Regions from separate parts of the Zea mays genome. Here region 1 is linked to region 2. A link is a contact called in public Hi-C data. All regions are on one chromosome and are shown on one strand. The core of a region is the stretch at or near the end of the contact, and the rest is flanking DNA. Distances in the headings are between cores, read along the strand shown. Region 1 holds the start of LOC100382446. Region 2 holds the start of LOC541772.

What was found. A called contact is a pair of places that touch in the nucleus more often than the background predicts.
Region 1: a Hi-C map of leaf shows a contact between it and region 2, with 4 times the contacts expected there. The contact joins the promoter of LOC100382446 here to the promoter of LOC541772 in region 2. A contact is called at or near these places in 2 of 25 Hi-C or Micro-C datasets (ear and leaf).

Annotation. Positions count from the first base shown.
Region 1 is chr5:8,791,777-8,796,137 of Zm-B73-REFERENCE-NAM-5.0, reverse strand. It overlaps LOC100382446, which reads left to right and starts at 3,109. Exons shown (of 9, transcript NM_001150720.3): 1 at 3,109-3,398; 2 at 3,493-3,609. The coding sequence starts at 3,159.
Region 2 is chr5:8,540,893-8,544,929 of Zm-B73-REFERENCE-NAM-5.0, reverse strand. LOC541772 reads left to right here and starts at 2,661. Exons shown (of 21, transcript NM_001348117.1): 1 at 2,661-2,948. The coding sequence starts at 2,727.

The DNA.
Region 1 (4,361 bases), core at 1,860-4,359, 250 kb before region 2:
AAGGGCACATTTCCCTTTCACTTACTCATCTCTCTCGTCATCTATACTTTACGGTGCACATCATCATCATATGTTCATGTAGGAGAGAATAATACATTTTTTATGTGGATTCTGATTCCTCGGTACATACGAGAGTTGGAAACCTAGAACGAGAAGATGCGAATGTGATGCTGCATGTCTGCTAGCTAGACCTCATCTTGGAACAAGCACTGATCAAACGCCTCCACCTGAGCGACTGGGAATTACTAATGAAGAATCAGGTGTGTACACCGACAAGTTTATATTCATATAATTTCCTTTTATTTTTCATAGTATTGTTCTTCCCTGTTGTTTTCAGTTTGATGTAATCCATGGATTCAGTACCAACAAAATCATTGGAGTACCTCTGTTTTATCAGTAACGAGTGAATATGGAAATTCACAACGATTATATGGTGAACTCGTGTTTCTTTTTCTAATGCAAGGAAAACTGTAAGGTCTTTATTTTTCCCTTGTCAGTATTTACGAACAAACAACCATTACAAACGAATATAAAAATGTATTGTTTTGTTCTACAAATGCTTACCGACAGTTTGAACAATGAAGATCAATGTGTTTTGTATTATTCTTTGAAATTGTTTCTGTTACTGATTAGTTAATGTCTATAATACTTTGATGGTTATGTCTTCATCCATATTAATTTGTTTGATATTATTGAATACGAATGAATTAATACTATTTCTAATAAGACTCGATTACCTAATGCATGTTTATTAATACTTTTAAGCTTAATAATTTAATCCCAACTACACGTATGGGTTTTCTGTTGGAAAACTAAAAATAAAATAAAATGAGTGGTAGTTACGAGGAAATGTATATTTTATTGGGATGGTCCTACGGAGGGCGAATATATAAGGAGAGCGATATTGCTGATGTGGCACGAAAGTGGGATATAGAGGGCGGAATTTAGGGAGGGCACTCAAGACAATCTAAGGCTATCTACAGCAACATCCTCTAAATTTCATCCCATAAATAAATATTTTCAGTCCTTTATAGTTCTCTCTAAAATATTTTATCCTCTACATTTTTAACATCTCTAGCAGCGTCCTCTAAATTACATCCTCTATATCAACAGAATCAATGTTTTGGGCCATAAATGGGTCGTTGTGGGTTTGCTCGTCGTTGACCTACCATATTTCTTCTCACCAAATAGTAGGTAGCCCCAGTCTTGGATCATATCCTCCTCTGCACATGGTCGTCGAACCCTTCCCTAATCTGCGCCCATGGCTAGCAACGCCCCTCCCGGATTCGTGTCTGCTCTGTTCTTGCCCCATCCTAGATGTGAATCGCGTGGCCATCATCACTCAGTCCTAGCTCTGAGCCCGTGGCCAGCGTCGCCTCCATCGAGCTCAACATTCTTCACCGGATGTGGTTGCGTCGTGTGATGGAGGTCGACATCACCGTGCTTGGAGACGTCACGGGCAATGCCACCTCCATTTCTGCACTCGATCTCCGACTCCCAAGTATCTGCTCGATCTCCTCTCTTTCCTCGCTCTAGCCCTTCTTTTACAACTTTTTGGTGTCGTCAGCGTTGCGGCTGAACCAAGTTGCTCCACATCAGCAGTGTTGTTGCTTTGACCTCCAGAAGCTTCCAAGGCAGCGCAGGAGAGAACAGGAGGAGGCGGCGCGCGTGTGAACAGTTGATAGCGAGCGGTCGCCACTCCGCCAAATGTTGCAAACCAGGAATGCATGCTATATTTTAGCAGAAGTTTTAGCGTTTCTTGTTGGAGCTATACTAGACATGTAAAACCTCTATATTTAGGGTACATGATGTTTATAGTCACTTGTTGGAGACAACCTAAGGCTACCTGCAGCGGTACTGCGAGGTGTCCCCACCACTTCTTTAGCGGCTACAGGAGCACGCTACACGCCACAACGGTGCCCCATATGGTGCATGTCAAATCGCGGTAGGCTTCTCTCTCTCCCTCCAGATGAAGTTGGGCTCTACCAAGCGGTCGCCAACTTCGCTCTGTCTCCCGCGTTCATGTCGAGGTTGGCAACGAATGTATTCGGGCAACGCTCGAGGCGACGATAGTCTCCCCCACCGCTCGGACCTTCCAAGGAGTTCCTGGAGCATAGTGTCTTCATCCCACATCACTATTGTCATCCTAGATCCTCACTAGCTTCCGCTTCTTCCCTCAGTCACCCTCGGCACGTAATGACGGCGACGCTGATACTTGGGCGCTCAGCAATGGCAGGGCAGTCCTAGACTCCACGTATGCCTCAGTGGCTCTCCCACACTTGTCTTGCCAACCGCCTCACGCCTTTGCCTCTGGTCATCCGCACATCGGCCGACGACTCTACGTGTCGTCCTCCTGCTCCCCTCCTCCCACTGGTGGACCATCAACCGCGCCCGGCTCTAGCGTCTGCACTATGCGCCACATGCAATCGTTGGGTAGCAGAAGCTAGCAGCCCGCTTTGAATGACCTAGATCATATGAAGAAGATGCCCCAGATGCTACTCGACTACAAGGTTTATGTTTCTCAGGTGACTAAATACATGATGTGCTGATGTTAGCGATTCTTGTGTGGAAGTGAAATCTTGCCAATTTGAAGCGAGTATGGTTTAGGTGTATTTTTACTGGATTTAGGGTGAAGGTTAGTTTGTATTCTTTTTTATTCTGCAAATACACATTGACAACCTAATGACTTTCTATTGTTTTAATATCCAACCAATAAACGTTATGTCGAAGAAAACTTTTTTAATCTGTTATGATATGTATCATATTTGTGACCTCTTGTTTCCATTTCCCCTTGGATTCTTATAACACACATTTAGATATAAATTATCATGGTATTATATGTTTCCGTTGGAACGCACGGACACTTACCTAGTTATTTGTGAAAAATAAAGCAGGGCAACCTATCTTTCTAAAAAAGAAACGAATGAAAAGAGTGCTCACAAACAAATATGGCCCACTGTCATTGGGACAGTATCAGCATTGTTCACCTTGGCCGTCCAGATACCATCGGGCAGTCAAGAACAGATGAACGGTGATAGTTGTGATTCCCAGTAGGAACCCTCTTATCCGTTCTCGTCTCCTGTCCCGGACTCCCGGGACCGGGGAGGCCGGGATCGAGAAGGGCAACGAGCGCGTCCCGTGCTCGCCGCTCCTCGCCGATGGCGTCCTCCACTCTGCCAGCCTACCCCTTCCGTATGTCTCTTCCCGGACTACGAGCCCCGGACCCTGCTAAGGTTAAGCACGTATCCGTTCGAGCCCCCGCTCGCCGTCTTCCCGTTGCAGCCTCCGCGGCACCATCAGGCGCCGCGGCGGCGGCGGCGAGGGAGCGCAGGCGTTTCCTGGAGAGCTACGGGCTCAACCCAAACGACTTCGAGGAAGATGCAGAGGAGAATCCGAGGGTCTACTCCAATTATTCTGAACTTATTCGTAATGATTGTCGCTGCGAATTGGTGTGATTTTGAGTGGTATGCTTTCTCTTTTCATTTTTTGCAGGAAGAGAGAAAGGACAGGCGGAGACGTCGGCAGTCGGGGAGAGGGGAGCAAACTGCGGAAGCGGCAGTGACTCCAGCGAAGGTGGAGGAGCCTCGGGAGACTCACAAAATGCTCCAGGTTTGGGCAGAAACTGTTCCTTTGTTTTGGGTCGTGCACTGTCAGCAGTTGTATCAATCAGTACTTCAGAATCACACAAGAATATGATTCAATTTGTTGAACTGTGTGCTAAGTTGGACTTGCATTTCTGCCGCAACCATTTGCATGCAGCGTCCGTTGATTCATTAACATGCAAGGGGCTTCGCTTTTAGACCCAAAACTGAAGCTCAGTGCGTAGAGCATGTAGTTTTGAGTCCCCTATTTGTTTAAATAGTACTTGTGGATTAAGGTAGTTCGTTTGCCTATTTGTTATATCCATTTGTACGCAACCTGCACTAATTCATCTAGTTGGAAGGGGTTTTGCTTTTGGACCTGATACATCTGAAGATCAGCGTGTATTTGTTGTAGTTCAGTGTCCCACAAGAGCTATGTAATTGATCACTTGTTTGTTTTAATGGTGCTAGCGACCTGGATTAAGCTTTAGAGAAATCTTAAAGCTGTTTCATGTGTATGCTACGGTTTGATTGATAGACTGTGGGTAAATGGTAATATTGATTAGTATCTCTTTATTTCACTAGCATATGTTGCTCCTTTCTTTAAGAAAATAATACTAGCATATTTGATCTGGTAACAGTGATGCACCTTTGCACCTATCATATTTAAGCCAGTAAAGCCATACAAAATGTTGAGCTTGATGCAGACATGTATTGGCCTGTACACTTATATTATATTTATGTATGTGGCTGAAGAAAGCAGTTTCTCTCCCATCTCAT
Region 2 (4,037 bases), core at 1,412-3,911:
TATAGTGGGACGCCCTTGGTTGATTAACTAGGAAAGCTAGTGGATGTCTTTCTTACCTGAAAGGGGCAAGGGCAGTAGGGGAGTGGTCAGTGTAGGGAGGTCCTTGGGTTGATTTTGCTGCGATGGCGGTCAGGCGAGGGATTCCTGCACTGGAGCTTCCTATAAACTGTAGCGGGATTTCTGAAGCTAGTGGAACTTTGTAAAGGCCTCGTAGTGTTACCCTGCCTCGCCTCCTCGGTAGAGGTGTATGAGATTGACCGCCTCTTGGCAGATGGGTAACATGACTTGTGGATAAAGATGCGCAACCTCTGCAGAGTGTAAAACTGGTATACTAGCCGTGCTCACGGTCATGAGCAGCTCGGACCCTCACATGATTAATTTATGGAACTTAAATTTAATTTGACATTTGCATCGCATTTGGGATTATTTTATTATTACTTTTCTTTATTAAGGTTTGATATTTACTTACACTTAGTAATTACTAATAAAATTTTGACCAACTTATAAAACCAATGCTCAACTTCAGCCTCTATTTTGTTAATCAGCCTTACACTTCACATGAACTCCCACCTTTGGTGAGTTCATGCACATTATTCCCCACGACTTGTTGAGTTATGAACGTATGTGAGCTCACTCTTGCTGTCTCACACCCCCACAGGAGAAGAACAGGTGGTCGAAGAGGAGCCGCCTAACACTGAGGCTTTCGACTTGATCTAGGTGGCGTCCCCCAGTCAGCTTTCTAGCGCCAATGATAGATTTTAGATCATGCGATATTTATCTCTTATTTTGTAAGACTTCCGCTATGTAATAAAGTACTCTGATTATATTGTGACATTTATCTTTATACACTCTGTTATTATATATGTTGTCTCCTTTGGCGCATGTATGAGATGCACCCGGCTTTGTTCCTTAAAGCCCGAGTGTGACAAGCAGCTTCTCCAAAGTCTGTGGAGGCTTTCTAGCAAAATATTGGGCAGTAGGTCTTGGACGAAGCCCCTTGATCATGGCCTCAATGACAATTTCATTGGGCACTGTAGGCGCTTGTGCTCTCAGGCGCAAGAACCTTCAGACATATGCTTGGAGATACTCCTTGTGGTCTTGCGTGCATTGAAACAAAGCTTGAGCTGTAACTGGCTTCGTCTGAAAGCTCTGGAAACTTGTTACCAGCATATCCTTAAGCTTCTGCCATGAAGTAATAGTTCATGGCCGAAGAGAGGAATACCACGTTTGGGCCACATTCTTGACTGCCATGACGAAAGACTTGGTCATGACAGCTGCATTGCCTCCGTATGAAGATATAATTGCTTCGTAGCTCATCAAAAACTGCTTCGGGTCTGAATGCCCATCATACATCGGAAGCTGAGGTGGCTTATACGATGGGGGCCATGAGATAGCCTGCAGTTCTGTTGCCAAGGGAGAAGCATCGTCAAAAGTAAAGGTACCACGATTAAAATCATCATACCATCCATCATCATCGAACAAGCCTTCTTGATGAAGCTCCCTGTGTTGGGGCCTTCGTTCTTGCTCATCTTGAACAAGATGGCGTACTTCTTCAATGGCTTCGTCAATCTGCCTCTGAAGGTCGGCTAGTTGGGCCATCTTCTCCTTCTTCCTTTGTACTTGTTGATGAAGCATCTCCGTGTTTCTGATTTCTTGGTCCAACTCGTCCTCCTGTGGTGTTGGACTAGTGGCTTTCCTCTTCTGACTTCGGGCCTCTCGAAGAGAAAGGGTTTCTTGATTTGGGTCCAGCGGCAGTAGTGCCGCAGCCCCTGTCACTGAAGCTTTCTTCGGTGGCATGAGGAAGGTCAATGCTTGCCGAAGGTGGTCGAAAAGGATTCACCGGAGGTGGGCGCCAATGTTGGGGACTTGTTTTCAAATGCTATGATTTAAGAACAAGGCAACACAAAAAATAGGTTAATGGTTAATGCCCTTCGTCCTTCGAAGCATTATTTCGCTAAGGATATAACGATCTTCGGACGAAGGTTATGAAGGACATACCTTCGTCATCACAATATGCACTAACGAAAGAAGAAGCGTATAAAGCATGAGAAATAACATGAACAATTATATATTAACATTAGCTCATTTCTATTTTATTATCATGAAAAAATAGAAATGATGTTAAATTACAAATGTACCTTCGGTTTGAAAGAAGGTAAAAGTACAAGCGTGACGCAAAGGCAAAATGACAAGTCAGCGTGAACAGTACGGGACACTGTTCATCTATTTATAGACACGGGACGCAGCCCATGTAAAATTACACTTATGCCCTTTACATTTGCTAATGACCGTATAGTAATCCATCGAGGTCTGAATAGTCTTTTCCCTTTTAAGTCGGTTCCCCTTTCTGATATCACGCCGAAGGTCCCCTGCGCATAGCTTCAGCTCTGCGCCAACCTTTGTACTTCTTCATGTTGTGGTTCTGATCCGAGTCCGAAGATACCTGTTCATGTATTATACTCTAGAAACGTTGTTAAATTATGTTTTTGAGGACCTTCGGAAGACGAAGGCCTCCAACAATTGAAAAGATAGAAAGTGTAAATAACTCTATAAATGATAATTTAGATAGTGAAATTTAGACGTAGCTTGAGATGCTCTTAACCTCTCTTTACGCTTGGAAAGGAAACTTTCCAAAACACCCCTTGGCATTCTCCATCTCCACTCCCACAGCCTCTCTGGTCTCTCCGGCGCCTCGACTGCGAGACCCACCGCGACGCCCCACCGATATGGCGACAGCCGGTGGCGCCGCACCGGCGGCAATGGACGAGAAGGCGCGGCGCACGCGCGACCTCCTTGCTAGCTTCTACAACACCGACCCGTCCGCGGCCGCCGGGGGTGCCGCGGCCCCCGCGTTCCTGGCGCGCCCGTCCCCTACCGCCGCGCCCGCATCGCCCCTCGACTCAATCAACTCCACCTCCTTCGATCCCGACATCTACATGAATGTCCTGGTTCGTGCTTGTGTCTGATCCCCACTTCCTCCATCTTCCTGGTCTCTCAGATCCAGCTCCCTGCTTCTCGGTCGGATAGTATAGTTGGTCTGGACTAATCCCTGAATTTATTAGACTCTTTCTGGAATTGATCTGATTAGTGCACACCACATTTGTGTCGAGATCAACCGAGCCAAATTGTCATATCCTATGATGCTGTTTACTTATTTATGTATTCAAACACAGTCGGTTGTGGAATTTGTGTATATGCTGCTAAAATTTCTGATGTGCGTAACTCATGAAGTTGAGTTTTGATGAAATTTGTTCCTGTATCTTGTGATTATAAATGTAACTTATGTATTTAAACACAGCCAGTTCTGAAATTTGTGTATATGCTGCTAAAATTTCTGATGTGTGTAGATCACGGAGTTGAGTTTTGATGAAATTTGTTCCAGTATATCGTGATTATAAATTTTATTGTGCTCAGGAAATAGAACCCTCAAGAGACGATATCTGAAGCAGAGAGCTACATAATTCTATCAGTTTTTACATAGCTAGCTTGCTGCATCACTACACTGTTGAATTTTCCATGCAAGTCTATTTTTTTAACTAAGTCCTCAATCAAATTTATTTTAACTAGACTGTGTTCAAAAAATTATTTTAACTAGGAGCATTCCCATGCTGCATAAGTATCCTTGGAGTTTGAGATCTTGACACATGACTGATATTTATCAGAAAGATTAAATTTATTGCCATGCTACTTATGTAGTTAGAGTTAGACTACTTGTTACAGTAGCATTACCTTTTTATAGTTTCAGTTTCAGTTTACTCATATAGTTTGCTTATGCTACATAATTAACACTGGTATTACCTTTTTATATTGTCACTTTTCTGTTACGTAGCTTACTGGCATTCAGATAATATGAAATTTAGCATGACCTACCACTCAAATGACCTTTTATGCATATATTTGTTGCGTGGCTTGCCATTTTCACTTGAATGGCTTGAGTTATTCACACTGTTCCATACTTGGATTGCTGCAAATGGTTTTATAAGAAAGTTGAAATGGGTTTGACCCTTTTTCTGTATGGACCTGGGATATTTTTGGTT